2 separate regions of the Anas platyrhynchos genome follow, and region 1 is linked to region 2. Evidence: chromatin contacts called from public Hi-C data. All regions are on one chromosome and are shown on one strand. The core of a region is the stretch at or near the end of the contact, and the rest is flanking DNA. Distances in the headings are between cores, read along the strand shown. Region 1 overlaps RGS6 (regulator of G protein signaling 6). Region 2 overlaps DPF3 (double PHD fingers 3).

Evidence for each region. Hi-C and Micro-C count contacts between places; a contact is called where the count stands out from the background.
Region 1: a contact with region 2 is called in a Hi-C map of small yellow follicle, with 7 times the contacts expected there. The contact joins two enhancer-like sites. A contact is called at or near these places in 6 of 8 Hi-C or Micro-C datasets (F5 follicle, liver, skeletal muscle and 2 more).

The regions. Positions count from the first base shown.
Region 1 is chr5:35,667,910-35,672,985 of IASCAAS_PekinDuck_T2T, reverse strand. The region is part of intron 20 of RGS6 (regulator of G protein signaling 6); the gene reads left to right. Among named protein-coding and RNA genes, the nearest start is that of RGS6, 240 kb to the left of the region's middle. Within about 2 kb of position 1,580, at least 4 of the 8 cell types and tissues checked have an H3K27ac peak or open chromatin away from gene starts, as enhancers often do. A contact at or near this core is called in small yellow follicle, where this site is marked.
Region 2 is chr5:35,434,577-35,439,995 of IASCAAS_PekinDuck_T2T, reverse strand. DPF3 (double PHD fingers 3) reads right to left here. Exons shown (of 16, transcript XM_072038823.1): 4 at 1,536-1,668. Among named protein-coding and RNA genes, the nearest start is that of DPF3, 18 kb to the right of the region's middle. Within about 2 kb of position 3,030, at least 3 of the 8 cell types and tissues checked have an H3K27ac peak or open chromatin away from gene starts, as enhancers often do. A contact at or near this core is called in small yellow follicle, where this site is marked.

The DNA of each region.
Region 1 (5,076 bases), core at 331-2,830, 230 kb before region 2:
AAAGAATCCTTGATCTTATATTTTCTTTAAATTTTCATTCAAAGGCAGTTCTTCAAAATACTCCACTAACAAAATATTTCTGTCTCAGGGGAGATGTTGAGGACCATTTATACAAGGTTAGGTAATGAATTTTTCAAACCAGCAACAAATACTATATTTTCCTGAATGCAATCCTGCTCCTTGGGGCCCGTGTAGAAGGAATGTACGCAGAGTCTCAAGGCAATCCCCTGTGAATATCAGACAACGTAAATGTTCTTTTTAAAGCTGAGAAACACAGGAGTATAAACACATTCTGGCTAAGATGTTGTGGGGTTTTTATTTTGTTTTTGTTTTTGCTTGCTGTTGTAGTGAACTAGAACTCCTGTAAATTTACATTACCTGAAAAAAAAAAAAAAAACGGTAAAATGCAGACTAAAGAAGATAGGTGAATAATGGGGGAATTGATTAAATAGATAAGAAGAAGTACTGAGAATAAGATGGATGTTTAGGCAATGAGTATTTAATCAGAAGAAGACACTGAGGATTTAGGCTTGAACCTATCTGTTCACAATGTAATTGCCATTCAAAGGGGAGTTGATGAAATCACGCCAGAGCTCTTGCAGTTCAACTGCAATTTTAGCTCCTTGGGTTAATTTTATTTCAGAGGATTTTTATGCTGACTGATGTCTTCAACTCATCTCTTTGGGTTCGTGGAAACAAATACAAAGCAAAGATAGACCTTCAGGCCCAGCTGTGATTGTCTCAGAGACAGTGTCTGCCACAATAGGATAGCTGGTGAAGGTGGAAGGTGAGCTTGGTTCACCTGCTTGTGCATCGCAGTGGACTCTGGTAGCTCCACAAAGGCCAAGCAAGGTGTTTCTGATTGCTTGACTGGATATCTAAGGCTAACAAAAGCAGAGACAAAATGGACATTGCCAAATTTCCTAGTGCACATTCTCTTTGTGGCAGCCCATGTAGGTCCTCCTAAGTCTCTCAGGTGTCCTTCTGGTGTGTCCCCCAGGTCAGCCCCACTGCCTCGAGGACTCCGCTGTCTCACGAGTCTGCAGCTGGTGGTAGCCCAGCTGCCTTATCTCGGCACGCTGGCACCAGGAGCCCATGGGAGCTCGCACACATCCCACATTCCTAGGGATTCAACCAGACACAACCAGTCAAAACAACCCTCTGTGGGAGGGAAAATATGAGTGTTGTCCCTGTCCTGTGTAGCTTTAGCAAAAAGAGGAAAACAACACAAATGTCCTTGTGAATAAAGGACAAGAAAAAATTAGTTTACTGAACAGCACATTCCTTAAATGCCTGCAACTCTGAGACACGAAGACTAAGAGGAAAGAAAAGGGTTGGCTTTTCCTGAGAAAGGAAATTGCAGCTCCTGCAGTGGAAAAATAGGACAAAGTGATGTTGCACCGTAGCCCTTACGCTGACCTGGGAGACTCACAAAATGCCAGTTGTATATAAAAGGGATTGAGAACGAACACACTGGGAAGGGGAATGTGCAGCAGAGCACAGTATTCTTCAGGCTAGTAACTGCCTTATAGCTCTAAGTTGAAAGCAAAGCAAAGCATCATCTGTTATCAGGTGTTTAACAGTCTGCAAGGATGGGCTGCTTTGCACAACCTTGGCTCCCAGCCCCAGAGAGCTCTCCCAGATGCTGTACATCCATGAAGGCCAACACAGAAGGCAGTAGAGATAAATCTGGTAAGACAACCTGAAGGAAACGGGGAGAAAGGGGGCTCCGGACAAACATGCCTCTCACGTGAAATCTCTTCATCTTTAGGCCACTCAAGCTCTGAAGGCAAATGGTGTCTATAGTCAAAAAAGTGACACTGAAAATCACAGCAGCACACGTTTTTCCCTTTCCCCATCTCAGGGTATGAGATCTGCCCTGTTTGGTGTCCCTTGCTGCTGCTGTGCCCTGCAGCCCTGCACCGCTCTGCTTGCCCAGAGCCACTTTCTCCTGCTGGCCTTGCCACCCCTGTGCCCCCATGAGCTGTGCCAGCCCCCCTGGCCACACAGCCCCTCACACACTCCTCATCCTCCAGCAGCACTGCTCCTGCTGCTGGCTCTGCCAGCTACCTTCACCTGCAGCACCTTCTGTCATTTGGGTGCTGGGCCCCTCCAGAGGAGAGCCTAGTCATTGAGCTGATTATTTTCTGCTCTTAAACAACTGTCCACTGAGTAAAATATTATGATTATCAAACCATTTTCACTTGGGAGTGAAGCAGCTTTTAATACATGGGGCACTGTCGGGAAAGGTCAGTTCAATTAAACATTGAACTACTTAGCAGGACTGGAGCTCCCCAGGGAGTTATCAGCATCGCTGTGCAGCCCATGTGGGGACCTGCAATATGAAGCAGGCACAGCCAGCTTTGGAAAGTAAACAGGCTCAGCTCCATCCAAATGGCCTCTTTCGGCTGATGGAGCTGCTGACAGACCAACTAATTCATCTTTAACATGGGAAACCAGAGCTGTATGATGATTACAGCTTATCTGTACCACATATTAATTTTTTAACAGTTTTTCCTCCCCTCTCCTGAAATATTTTTCTGCTTTTAGAATGTCTTTAATCCCTGCCTCAGTCCCATCAGTCCCATAGACCTTGGTACTGTGAGCTAGTATTGCAGGGATGTGTCCTGTTGCCCAATATTGATGTTTGCTTGTAGGGGCATCACAGCCAGGCATACTAGAATAAGGTAAGCCACGTAGTTGTCTTTGCAATAATTTTTCTACCTGCTTTGTTTATTTTTCTTCTTTAATAAATGAAATAATGTTTTAGATTGATGTTCCTCTACCTGAACTGATCGGCTATGTTTTCTGTGAAGATGATTCAGGGAAATTCAGTTCTAATCCAGGCTCAGTTAGGGATTTTGACTGTACTATGCAGATCCTTGGCTAATTCCAGAGCAGATTTAGACCATAATGCCAAATTATGAGCTGCTCAAACCAGAAATGTAGCTGGCCCAGATCTGGGCCCAGTTTGTGCTCTCAGCATCCCCAGGTGGTGGTCCGGTTGTCCTGGGCTGTAACAGGTCGATGAGCCCTTGCAGGATTTGTCAGCAGTCGGTCCTCAGGTTTCATTCTGGTCTTATCAAGGCGCTGTGAGTGTTGATGTGAGGTGACAGGACACTTGAATTTAAAAACGAACTCCAAGTGAGAGCAAGGATCTCTTGGAAGTGGAATGTCATTCTCTAAGAAGGCAAAATGAGGGGTGACCTTTCTTCCACCGACTAAGGTTTGTTTTCAAGCATGTACAGGATGTAAAAGCAAGCATATACATGTACAGCAGCACATGCATGGTGCCTACTCACTGAGCATACAGAACTCTTTTTGTAGGTCTTGAGCAAACTCCCAGCATGGAAAGACAACACGAAAATAATCATTCATTGTGTGCATCTGTATTACCTTTTGTGTGAGAACTTGGGGAAATGTCAGTGGTATTTTCTTGAAGTTTCACCTAGTCACTCTGGTTACCTGCACGTCTGTAAAGGAAGGTGTCTCAGGATGGCAAACGGAGGCAGCTCCAAGCAGCTCTGCTTGGCAGGAAGGCAGCCAGGAGGGGATGTGGGGCAGACCCAGGTGTCCAGCTTTGACAGATGTCTTGAGTCCAGTAGAGCCAGTGCTACTTAGCGACCTGGTGCTTGTGCTGCAGGGAATTAAAAGGGCTGCTGTGGTGTGGGCACAAAGCTGCAGTGTGGTCAGGTGTCCTGTGCCTCCCCGTGAGCTGATAGCTTTGCATGATGCTCATTCATGTGTCCCAGCAGGATGACTTTGACCTGAGTCTTGCACTGGGTTGTGCTACCATGCACTGGGCCTCTGCTCTGGCCAGCTTTGTGGCTTAATTTGGCCTTTTGCCCTCCTCTGAGCCATCTTAAGATTGCGAGTCCCAGGGCTTGGTGTGTGCTTGGGGCTGAGGCCTCAGCAGCCAGTGCATCACTGTTGCTGTTCGCTTGTCACACGTCCAAACAAGAATGCAAGTTCTTTTCTTTGTGGATTTCCCAGAACAACCTGCAACGAAACTGAATCTGAAACGAAGAGCCCCACAAGTACACCCATAAGAGCAATTAGGTGCCTGCAACAAAAATAGGAAAGCGATCGTGGAGGGTTTTGCTGGTGTGCCTGATGCTGCACAAAGCAGGAAATAAAAGACTCAAAGCAGAGGTCAATATAGGAGCAGGTATTCAGTGTTCCTACTTTACTGAGACTTTTTCCTAAATGTATATACACACCATGCATCGCAAAGTACCTCTTTTATTCTTTCTTTTCATTTTCATTTGTGCTTTAGTGGTCATGTGGTATGAAAAAAAAATGTCCTAACGTGCAGCCTTTGTCAGACATCTCCTAACACCAAAGACTGCCTTTAAATGGATGCCATGGGAAAGCCTCTAGCTCGCTTAAAATTGTATTCAGCACTCAGAGTCTGGTTCTCTGGGACCCCTGTGCCATTAATGTGCACTGTGCTTCTGGACTGCAAGAAATGACCATTTCTTGCAGAGCAAGGGAATTTCCTGCTTGTGTGAGACTCAGGAAGTAGCCGACACTATTCTGCTTCTCAGGCAGTGAGCAAAATGCTTGCAACCGCATCGCTCTCCACCGGCAAACAACAAGTCCCGTTAGTGTGCACAGTGGGTGAGAAGTCCTACAGATAGCTCAGTTCCACACCTGCCAAACCCATGTGCTGCTGGAACGCCACAGTCTCTAATTTTTCTAAGGCTTGTTATCTCTTAAAGTGTTCGTCCTTCTAATTTAAAAAAAAATCCCTGGGGAGATTTATCAGCAGTGCATTTCACTTCTCCCCTTCTCAGACCACAGCAGGTATGGATGGAGTTAATTGGCAAACAGATGCAAGGTTTTGATATGTATTTGTAGCATGGACAAAGAGCTGGAGCTCAATCATTTAAAGGCTTGTCCAAGGTGATACAACAGTAGCTACCCTACAGACAAAATGGTTGTGAGATTTGGAAGGCTGGCTTTGTGTCCAGGATGTATTCTCTTTGTCACCAGGGCTGGTCGCACCTACCTCAGCATCAGCACCTTCACTCAGAAGCTGGATGCTGCTTGCTTCTGTAAGGCTGCATCCTGCTG
Region 2 (5,419 bases), core at 1,781-4,280:
CGCAGCCCCCGGGGAGCGCAAACTCGGGGGTCGGCGGCTCCCGCGGGGCGCACGCCGCGAGCGGAGGAGGAGGAAGAGGAGGAGGAGGAGGGGGGGGGGGGGAGGCGGGCGGCGGGCGGAGCGGCGGGGCCCGGCGGCTGCGGGCGGGGGGCGCTGCGCGGGGCGCGGCGGCGGCGGGGGGCGCCGGGCGGTACTCACGCTTTGAGGGGGTTGTGAATGACAGTCGCCATTTTGCTACAATGTAACCGAATATTGGGGCTCGGAGTTCTAAAGCTTGGCTCAGGGCAAGCGGCCGCCCAATGGGCGCGCGCCGTGCCGGCCCCACGGCCAATGGGCGGCCGGGGGCGGGGCCGGCGGCGCGGGGAGTCCTGCGGGGAGCTGTCAAAGCCCAGAGGTCGCTCCCTGCCCGTGCGCCCGGCGGCCCTTAAAGGGGCAGCGCGCCCCGGAGGCACCCCCCGGCCCCCCCCGAACGGGAGCAAACTCGAGCCGAGTCCCGCTGCCAGGGCGGGAGGCAGCGGAGCCGCTGCGAGCCGCCGGGACCCGCCGGGACCCACCGGGACCCGCCGGCCGGAGCCAGGCGGTGCGGGAGCCGCAGCTCGGCCGCAGGTGGGCGGCACAGCGCAGCGCCCGGCGCTGGAGGGAGCAGGGAGCAGCGCAGCGCTGCCCGCTTGGTAAATTCCAGCACGAGTTGGCAAAAAAGTTCAAATTCCTAAAACGTGGTTTGCCCGAAGCGCTGCCGGCTCCCGCGCCGAGCTCTGCCCTCCGAGGCAGCCCACGATACTGCTCCTAAACTGATATCGCTGCGTACAGCAGAGCCCGGGTGCCACGGGAGGCAGCGTCAGCCCCTGGCGTTAGCACCCTCGCAGCGCTCACAGGAAAGGCTCACCGCAAAGTGCCGAGCCCTCGCAAACGCGCAGCCGGTGCACGGGCTGCACCTGAGCTGCCGCCCCCCAGCCAGGGACCTGCACCCCGGCCCGCTATGGGGAGGGTTCCTGGTGGGACTCGCTGCCCTGCTGCAGAGCTGTGCTGCTGGGAGAAGGCAGCACAGCTCTGTTCAGTTCAGTTGTGCTCTAGAAAGCCCCGAGACGCTCCGATGCAAAATGGTGACGCTCTCACAGAATCAAAAAAAAAAAAAGTTTGAGGTCAGTTTTAGAAGTTTAACAAGCCTCTGATCCTGTTGGGCTGGGTGTATAGGCCCATTCCTGCTCAGCAGGCAAGGGGATCTTGCAGCTTTGCGGGGAGAGAGGCTTGATCCCATCTTGGCAAACACGCGTACTTCCCTCGCTGCCCCTGTTATTCACATGTTGGGCCTTTATCCGCTAGCAGCAACCCCAACAAGCAGCGGTATCTGCCACAGGTGAGCCTGGAGGGTTGATGAGCCTTTTTCCCAGCCTGATCCCGTGTTACCGGCCAGGAGAATTTATCAGAACTGCCTCGCTCAGAGAAATCTCCCAAAAGCCCAAGGCCAGAGCTGCCTTATCAGCACAGTGGGAAGTCTCACCCGTGAGAACGAAGACATGCGGCGCTGCTCATACCTGGTTTTCCTTCAGCGTGCTTCCCGGAGAATTCCACAGCGTTTGGATTACTGGTCGAGCCGTAAAAGAGGCACGGAGCACGAGTGGCATTTCCTTGGTAATGCCCTACATAACTTATTCGTGGATTCACCATCTGAAAGTAAGGGGACCATCACAAACTCATGTTAATAAAACATTTAAGTCATACCACAGAGAGCTCCATATCCACATACACACACCACTCCAGCATCAACTGATCATTTATGATTTTTATTCTGGTTTTAGGTTACCATAAATCACTAATAAATACCGTTAATGTGGATTTACACCACACCTAAGCAGCAATTCAAGCCCCACACATCTGAAACACACTCAGTTACACTAAGTTCCAAGTTTAGGAACTTACTTTCTCACTCAGCTGCTGATAGTTGTACTCAAACCTACTCAGAACATTAGAAGTAAGCTGCAAGAATATAAGTCTACCCTAAAAATGTTAGGTGGGCATATTTTTAATAAATGGTTGCCAACTGTTTGGACTGTCAACATTTTTTATTTTTTTTTAGTATAAAAGGAAGGCAGGATTTGACATAAAACTATTGCAGTAAAATCTGAGGCATCAACACAAAGCCTAAGCATTCTGCCCCTACGGGGCTGGAGTGAACAGGGCTTTAGAAGATAGAATCCACATCCTCACCCCAGGCCCTGCAAACACAACTGCAGCTGATCTCTACCCAAGTAGAAGAAAAACAGTGTCCTTTCTTTCCACTGTATTGGAAGTGTCATGTCGCATACATCATATTGTTACCATCCTGATCCACACTTCTGTTATTTACATAATGCAACTACATTGATACTTTCTGTGAGGGGTCAAAAATATTCCTGCTCACCCTGCAAAGCTCTATTTTGGCTAAGGACCTTTCCCTGTGAAAGAGTTTTTACCTTCTGCTTATTGTCTCCTGTTTTTCCTTTTATCTCGTTAAGTTTTATCGTAGAGTTGTGCTTTTCTGGAGCGAGGGAAGGTTAGGTTCTTGCTTACACATTCCACAACTCTTGTGAATTGGAAAGTGAAACAAACTAGACAGCAACACTGAAAGCCACTGATCTAATTTTGCTGTGGAGGGAAACATAAAAGAAACAGTTGGTAGTCTACCAGAAGCCACATGCTTTTTTCAGCTTTAATATTTCCAGATATGTCCAGTAATATACAACTGTGTTTTGTCCAAATACATTAATACTCAAAGGACCAGATTCATACAGATAAAAGTGGTCAGCATGCTCTGTGAAAGAAGCTTTAATTTGTTACAGCAAAACAGGGCCCCACTTTCACAGATATCCTGCAACAGATTTGAAGTCTTAACCCCTTTTTATTTATTTAAAGCTTTGCAGGCATCTCTCATACACTGTTTCTTGTCAGCCCTCCTCCTCCTTTTCTTTGATCTTTACCAATAGTTGAGTTAGCTGAAAGGGGAGGGAACAATATCAGAGTGTCAATGTTACAGACTCAACACCAGCTCTCTACAGACACATCACCAAAAATCTTACACAGTCAGCATAACAAAGATAACCAGGGAGCTACACAGCGTAAAAATTGGCGCCAATGATTCATTCTTTGTAACTTTGGGAATCACATTCTTAAAAGGTGACCTCAATTTCTTTTTTTCCCCTCTTCCTCCTTTCCTAAAAGCAAAACTCCCCTCTACAGCTACAGCAACAGTTTTCAGATGCCTTCAGACTCACTTCATTCCGGGCCTGATTCTGACTACCCAAGGTTTTCATTTTGTATTCACTATTCAGTTTTCTATCATATTACTCCTGGATTACATATTGCCAAGATATGGGCTCAAGCCTCTTTATTTTTAAATGAAATAAGTGACAAAAGAAGTGTATTTTTCACACTAAAGATGAGTCTCTGCTGCTAGATAAGTACACTAAGGTCTTGTTCTGAAGTTTTCAAAAGTTTGGGGAAATGGAATTTGTTTGAGGCTCCAAGTTTTAGTTTCCGCTCTGACAGAGTGCTGAAAATCTATTTAGGGTGGTTAGAAAATCCTTTTATGTTATTATGGATTGTTCTTTAGTTTCCCCCAACTGCCTAAAACAAGCTAAAGAACAAACTGACTCTGAAGGAAAATGCATATCTTTATCTCCTGAAGAATGCATATCTTTATCTCCTAAAGCGCAAGATTTAATATCCATGCTCACAGGTTTGTCTTCCTTGTAATTCCTTAAATGAATAGCTAGCTAGGGAAAATAAAAGAGATGTGAACCATTTCAGTGTCCTTTTCACTCCCCTCCATTAAAAGGCAGGGAAAAGAATTTCTACATCTACATCCATTAGTGGGACATGGAGATGGTCCTCTAATTCATCTGAGATAATGTTATGCCTCCTGCCTCCACCTATTCCTGGTGCAGGGCTAAAAGCAGTTTATAAGGTGCCTTGAATCTCGGAGGTAGCCAATGGTACACATCAGGGCAGGTGCAGGCTGTCCCACAGCCCAAACTGTTGCCGAGTCAGTTGGACCAGATGCTACAGGTCTGGTACCCGTCTGGTAACACGGATGAATCTTACCTAAGTGACCTGAGTAAAGGAGTAAAGTACATAAAGTCTGATTTGACCCTCCAAACAAGTTACACATCACCACTGTGGATGGAATCAGGAGGGTCTGACTTCATACAGTTTTAACCACTTTTTTTTTTTTTTTTTTAATTGAAACAGATTTCAGCTGAGGCCAAAGAGCACAGTAACATGATGACCTCCTCTTGCCCAGGAGTAGAAAACAGAATGTATTACCTTGCTGCTCCATCTTATCTCTAATAAGCACTGAGCACACACCGTAATTCTTATGATTCTAAGACAGGTTTAACATTTGGATTGAGCATAATGAATAGTGATAGCGTTCTACCTGAGAAAATTAACAACTCGGAGAAAAAACAAACTGCCACATTCATTCAAAGAGTGTTAACTTTGAATTTTGCTCTTGATCTGAACAGCTTCACCTTCATTACTAATGGGACCACCTCGAAGAAAGGAATGAATATTTCACTGACTATCTGGTGACTCCACTGTGGAGATTGGTATTTTTATTCATTTAAACTGGAGGCAGAAGCGAGCTGTGCAGACACAGCTTGAGAATAACAACAACTTTTCTTTCAGTATCCAAACTTCTTTTTTTTATAAGATGTATTTCAGATTTTATAGGGCCAAGGGAACAGATGTTATCATAAATACATTAAAACAGGTTACTTTTGTAGCACACAGACTACTTATACAGTTTATAATAAAACCAATCTATTTCAACTACATTAAAATTAAACTTACCCAGAAAATTTCCCACCTGCTAATATTTTTAGTTAACATCTGTCAAACATTTATTTTCAGTATCTTAATTAATAAAATCTTTAATGCTTTCAGTTCATCTTCCATATAAATATGGAAAAAATACCATGCCACTTTTTTTTTTCCTTTCATTCTGTTTTGTTCCATTACTTTCAAAACAAATTGGGTACAAAAAGATTAATCTTGCCAATCTATAACTTAAAATATCTTTCACTTTGTAAAAGTTCAGAATGAGAAAAATAAAACCTGAAGGGTTGGTCGAGGTGGAAAGAATAAAATCCATGTAAACTGCAGACTGGAATTAGTGAGGGGATAAGAAGGCACTAGTTCATTTCATTGCGCTGATTGGCCAAATGCCAGAAGAAAGCACAAGTAAGGGGGAAATAAAATACTTCGGGTTTTGTTATCTTTTAAAACTTGCGAAATAGAAACAGCTTTAAAAGTGTCATGCAATTGTTTTTCCATTTCCCATCCAGCTTTACTTTGGTAGAGGAGAGGAACAACAAAAAAGTACTGACTGACCTGCCTAAAATACCAGGTTTGGACAAGCCTAACTTTAAAGTTGGCAGAC